Linked DNA regions of Mus musculus: region 1 is linked to region 2. A link is a contact called in public Hi-C data. All regions are on one chromosome and are shown on one strand. The core of a region is the stretch at or near the end of the contact, and the rest is flanking DNA. Distances in the headings are between cores, read along the strand shown.

The links. A called contact is a pair of places that touch in the nucleus more often than the background predicts.
Region 1: a contact with region 2 is called in a Hi-C map of cortical neurons, with 1.9 times the contacts expected there. The contact joins the promoter of Dennd1a here to the enhancer-like site in region 2. A contact is called at or near these places in 1 of 39 promoter capture datasets (hippocampal neurons), 3 of 484 Hi-C or Micro-C datasets (cortical neurons, liver and myocytes), 6 of 115 datasets of contacts at active chromatin or transcription factors (CD8 T cells, the SCID.adh cell line, embryonic limb bud and 1 more) and 3 of 9 other capture datasets (adipose tissue, liver and pancreatic islet).

Annotation. Positions count from the first base shown.
Region 1 is chr2:38,285,956-38,288,655 of GRCm38.p6, forward strand. Dennd1a (DENN/MADD domain containing 1A) reads right to left here and starts at 1,429. Exons shown (of 23, transcript NM_001362973.1): 1 at 1,158-1,429. The coding sequence starts at 1,174.
Region 2 is chr2:38,247,194-38,249,893 of GRCm38.p6, forward strand. The region is part of intron 1 of Dennd1a (DENN/MADD domain containing 1A); the gene reads right to left. Among named protein-coding and RNA genes, the nearest start is that of Dennd1a, 39 kb to the right of the region's middle. Within about 2 kb of position 1,333, at least 4 of the 459 cell types and tissues checked have an H3K27ac peak or open chromatin away from gene starts, as enhancers often do. A contact at or near this core is called in cortical neurons, where this site is marked.

The DNA.
Region 1 (2,700 bases), core at 179-2,678, 39 kb after region 2:
GCTGGGCAAGGGTCACACTGCATGTGCATCACTTGGACATGCGATGCAATGTTTGAATAATTATTAGATTTTTTGCCCTTGAGGCCCTTCCTCTTTCAAACTTCCCTAGTACAATTCTCAAAATGCTGAAATAATCACATTCCACGGACTTTCCTATAAGAGGGTTTATGGTGTCTTATGAATGCTGTTTTCCAGAAAAGCCTATGCTGTCAACTTTGTTTTTCAATGTCCTTAAGCAATTCTATTAGTCATAGAGAAAAAGTGAGCATTTGCTAATGATTAGAGAGAGAGAGAGAAAGAGAGTAAGCATCTGAGTCCTAGGGCTGAGGAAGGGAGTGGCCAGAATTGGTCTTAGCTGGGAGGGGAGATAGAGACCAAGGCAACAACACCCAAATTGGACCACAGAAAAGTTGTAATTCCCAAAGACAACTTCTAATGTTTCGGTGGGTACTTAAGTTACAAGTATCAGCATTTTCACGAGAAAACGAAGCCTCAACCAGGGGCTCCAAGCAAATGAAGAAGGAGTAAGGGAATGTGCCTGACTGGATTGCAAAACCTTTTCAAAATCAGGTGCTCAGTGACAGCTAAAGGTGTCTTCCTTCATAGCCTTTGGCCCTGGCTTGTGTGCAGACTCAGATAAGAGGAAGAGTCAGCAAAGGCAAAGCGCCTTCCTGTGCAGGCAGGCCATCCAGGCCTTAAATGTCCCAGAAGCCCCCTCCCTCTAAGAACCTCACACCACTTCTGGAATGATTACAGGCCTCACGCAGACAGGCTGCAACCTCTCAGGACCTGCCAACTCTCGGGGTCGCCCCCAAACACACCCTTATGAAGACTTGCTTCCGGAGACCTCCCCTCTCCCAGCAGCAGTCTGACAGTTTTCTGGGGCTCTGTACATCCCGCCTAGGGAGCCACCGCGTCAGCAGTTCCCGCCCTCAGGTGAGGAGGGGGCATCTGATCATCCGCGCCCCTCCACCCCACACGCACCCCGTCCCCGAGCCTTCCCGCATCACCATGGCAACCGTCCCCCTCCCCGCTTGACGCCTCCACGCGGGGCGCCCCTCCGGTCTGGGCAACAAGTCCCCCAAGCGCGGCCCACGGCCTGCAGCTCTAGCCCAGCCTCGCCTCCCCCGCGCCCGGCTCCGCCCGGCCGCACTCACTTGATCCTGGAGCCCATGGTCCCGGGGCCTCCTCATGGACCCGCGGGCCCCGCTCGGTGCTGCGCTGCACTGCACTGCCCGCCCGCCCGCGGCCGACAGGCCTCCCTCAGGAGCTCTCCCCGCCCCTTCCTCCCTTCCCTCAGGCAGGGGCCCGCCCGCTCGAGGCTCGCTCCCCGGCCGCCGCAGCTGCTGTCGCCTCCCGGGGTTAAAGTACTCGCTCCAGCCGGGCGAGCGCCATGGTCGCCCGCGCGCGTACCCGGCGCGCGCCGCCCCCTCCGTCTCTCACACCGCCGCCCCCTCCCGCCCGCGCCGCTGACCGCGGGGGCTGCTGGGAAGTGTAGTCCACTCGCGTGAGGGTGGCCCCGGGGGGCGGGAAGCGCGCAGCAGGACAGTGGTCTACCCGAAAGGTCTGTGGCTTCTCTGAGAAGAGACCTAGGGACCTTTGTCCCACTGCTTTTCATCAGAATCCACCCAAAGCGACCTGAAGGAACTTCCATCGTGTCCCCAGAGGCCACTAAAGAAGCCTTCGTCCACTCCTCAAGTGGAGAATTTTTGACAGGCTAAAATTCGGGGAGGGGGGTGTCTGAATTGGAGGAAACAGTTGTCCTCCCCTCTCAGGAACTCACAATGACTCCAGTTTCACTGAGTCAGGCTTCAGGGTTCTGGTTTCCCGAATTTGAAAACTGAAGTTCACAGACCATGGATGTTTAGCTTTAAAGAGTTGGTTTTTTTGTTTGTTTTTTTGGTTTTGTTTTTGGTTTTGTTTTTTTAATACCTCCATAAGTAGGAGCTTGGGAGAAAAGCCGGCCCATCCCAGGAAATGGGGTATCATAGAACTGCATGCCAGGTGCTGAGGGTGAGTTAGTCCAAATGTTTAACCTGTGGAACCAATGACTTTATTGGACTTTCTTAGAAAGCATGAGTGGGGGTTGCTTACAGGAGTGTGGGTGACTCCAAAGCAGCTGCACTGGAAAGTGCACACCATCATCGTCGTCGTTGTCCGTGTTCCCGCCCCCCTCCCCCCAAGACTCTTTAATCCCAGCATTTGAGTAGGGGAGGCTAGTGGATCTCTGTGAATTTGAGGCCAGCCTGGTCTACAGAACTAGTTCCAAGAGAGCCAGGGCTACACAGTGAAACCCTGTCTTGAAAAACAAAAACAAAAACCTACCCTTCTATGACCGAAAGCTTCCTGTAGACATATATACAGTTTTCTTTAGTTAACCTCCTATAAACTACTACAATCTGTGTACTACAGCACCTCCCTGGGCCCAGAGGAATGTGCAATTAGAGTAGATTGCATACAAATGGCTGGGAGAACCGGGTGGAGTCCCCTCTGAGAAACTGTTAACAGCCAACAGGCCTGCTCCTGATGACCTTCTGCAAGCAGGCACAGCTGATGTGAAGATGGTGGCTATTTTGCTGTGAGGACCAGATTCTATAACCAATCACCTAGGTGAGAAAATTCTGGAAATATCTGAGGGAGTTTCCAGATTAGTTTAATTCAGGAGGGTGGCCTCTTCCATGGGCTGGCTTAAATGAACGG
Region 2 (2,700 bases), core at 83-2,582:
ACCATGTCAGCCCTTCATGCTAAATGTATCCAAAGCATTCCACATACACAAACCCCACAAACTTCAAATTCTAGTGCCAGATGGATGCAGAACAATACAGATGCATCTAATGCCATTGAACTGAGCACTTTTAAATGGTTAGAATAAACATTTTTATTTTATGTATATTGCCATAATTTTTTAAAATAGAGTTAAAGACAAAGGGGAGGCAGAGCCTACATGATCTGGCCTCTGCATACCTATCTGATTTCTTTCTTCTGGCTCACTAGACCCAGGCACACTGGTCTTCTGCCGCTCACTCACCCCTATGTTAAGACCCTTCACAGAAATTTTCACATAGTGATTCTTTCTGTCACTCAAAACCCTACTCAGAAAGACCAACTCCATCACACTGTCCAGCACCTAATTTAATTCTCCACATTATACCAGTCTCAACACTGGTTATGGTTAGCTTTCCTCTTCTACACATAAGCTGCTGAAGAACAGGGTATGGTCTCTCATGTCAGGTAGTGTTTCCTCCATACCTAACCACGTAGATATTTGTAAGGGACAAAGGAAGTGGAAACTAGTCTTCCAGGAGTCTAAAAGAAATGAAAGGTATGATCATCCAGGTCCACATGCTTCAATCTTTAGTATGGACTACAATTAATTAGAGGACTAATTAAAAGACAGACTTCTTCCTCCCAGAATCTTCCTAACAAGTAGCCAGTAGCTCATAGCAGTTCTACTTGACTTGTGACCATATTTTAGAACCACTGATCCAGTCAACTGGAATTCTCCCAAATAATTTAGTGTATACTACTAAATTGTACATAAAATGAATAGAGTACATCTCAGTACCTTTCAATGTTATTTTTCTAATGAAAGGTATGTTTCAAAGAAAAAGGTCATTTGTAGAAACAAGTATCCCAAGAATACAAGTAGAAAGAAAGAGAGAGAGAGAGAGAGAGAGAGAGAGAGAGAAAGAGGGAGTGAGTATTCCTGCCTTTCTGTCTCTCCCTCCTCCCCTCACTCCAATGGATTAAGTAATAAGCCTAAGATTCTTAGCTCAGCAGGCAGAGTTCTACTGTGTGGAGCCAAAGATTATAACAGCCAGCCTGTCAGCCAGTCAATCAGTCAGCCAGCCAGTGTTGTCTGTCTGTCTCTGTCTCTGTGTGTGTGTGTCTGTCTGTCTGTCTGTCTGTCTCTCTCTCTCTCTCTCTTTCTCTCTCTCTCTCTCTCTCAAAAGAAAGAAAGCAGAAGCTGACTAAAATGCTAAGAACAAACTGGTCTATAATTATAAGCTCTAGTCATGCTTACCCATGATGGTTTACATGTTGCCTTATGGAAGAAGTGGTGACTAATGTTGTGACAGGTTACATAACATAACAAATATACATAAGTTATTTTAAGGGCCAATGAAGCCAGTGCAGATGGAGACATTTTTTTATTTCTCTGCAAATCAAAAAGTAAATTAAAAAGTGCCTCCTCTAAATGCAAGTGGCCAAGCAATCCTTTCTTAATTTTCTCATTAAACCTGTAAACAATAAAGGCCATAGCAACTTGCACAGGATCTGAGAGCACCTTGAGACCGCTTATTCCTCCAACACTCTTCAAGACACTCAGTATTTTTAACTACTTGGCTAAAGAAGCTGAAAATCCTATTTCTGTCCTATTAACACTCACTGCTAATTTAGAACACGTAATGATGCTGAGAATACCATGTTCAGAGCCAATTTTCCAATATGGACCCAAGTTTTCCCAGAGCCCTTTGTGATACATCTTAGCATATTACCATGGAAATGTCCTGGTTCTGCCATGATGCCCCATTATTAATTGCCTTTTACTCTTATACGTGCCCTCATCTGGGACTCTGCCTGCCAAACATATTCTTTGCCACTCACTAGCATATCCTATGGTGTTGCACCGTAAATTCTAGCCATAAAGAACCAGGATGTCTCTATCAAACCATGTTCCGATTCTAGTAATAGTATTATTACTGTACAACGACCATCATTTACTAAATATTTCTTGGATTCTGTGATCATAAACAGTGCTTTTGCAGGACCACAAATAATTTTCTACAACTCCTAATATAGGTTACATTTAGCCCTGGATTGGAGATTAGAACCACTAAGGCCCACAAATAGCACAAATGCTAAAGACAAGGCAAGGAAACAGCAAAAGACCATGGAACTGACACATAAGGCACCAGGCACTTGCCTGTCCTAAATTACTCAGCTGCTCTTCCCTTCAACAAGGACCTATCTTCTCAGCCTTTCAAGAAGTTTCTAATCTCAAACTTCAGCTCAAGTCTCCTATGATGGCTAGTTTTATGTCAACTTGACACAAGCTAGAGTCACTGGCAGGGATGGAGCCTCAATTGAGAAAATGCCTCCATAAGATCTGGTTGAGGCAAACCAGTAGGGTATTTTCTTAATTAGTAATTGGTGGAGGAGGACACAGCCCATGGTGGCTGGTGTCACCCCTGGGCTGGTGGTCCTGGGTTCTATAAGAAAGTAGGCTGAGCAAACCATGTGACGCAAGCCAGTTAACAGCACTCCTCCATGTCCTCTGCATCAGTTCCTGACTCCGGGTGTCTGCCCTGTTTGAATTCCAGCCCTGACTTCCTTCAGTGGTGAACAGTGATGTGGAAATGCAAGCCAAATAAACCCTTTCCTCTCCCAAGTTGCTTTGGTCATGATGTTTCAACACAGCAAT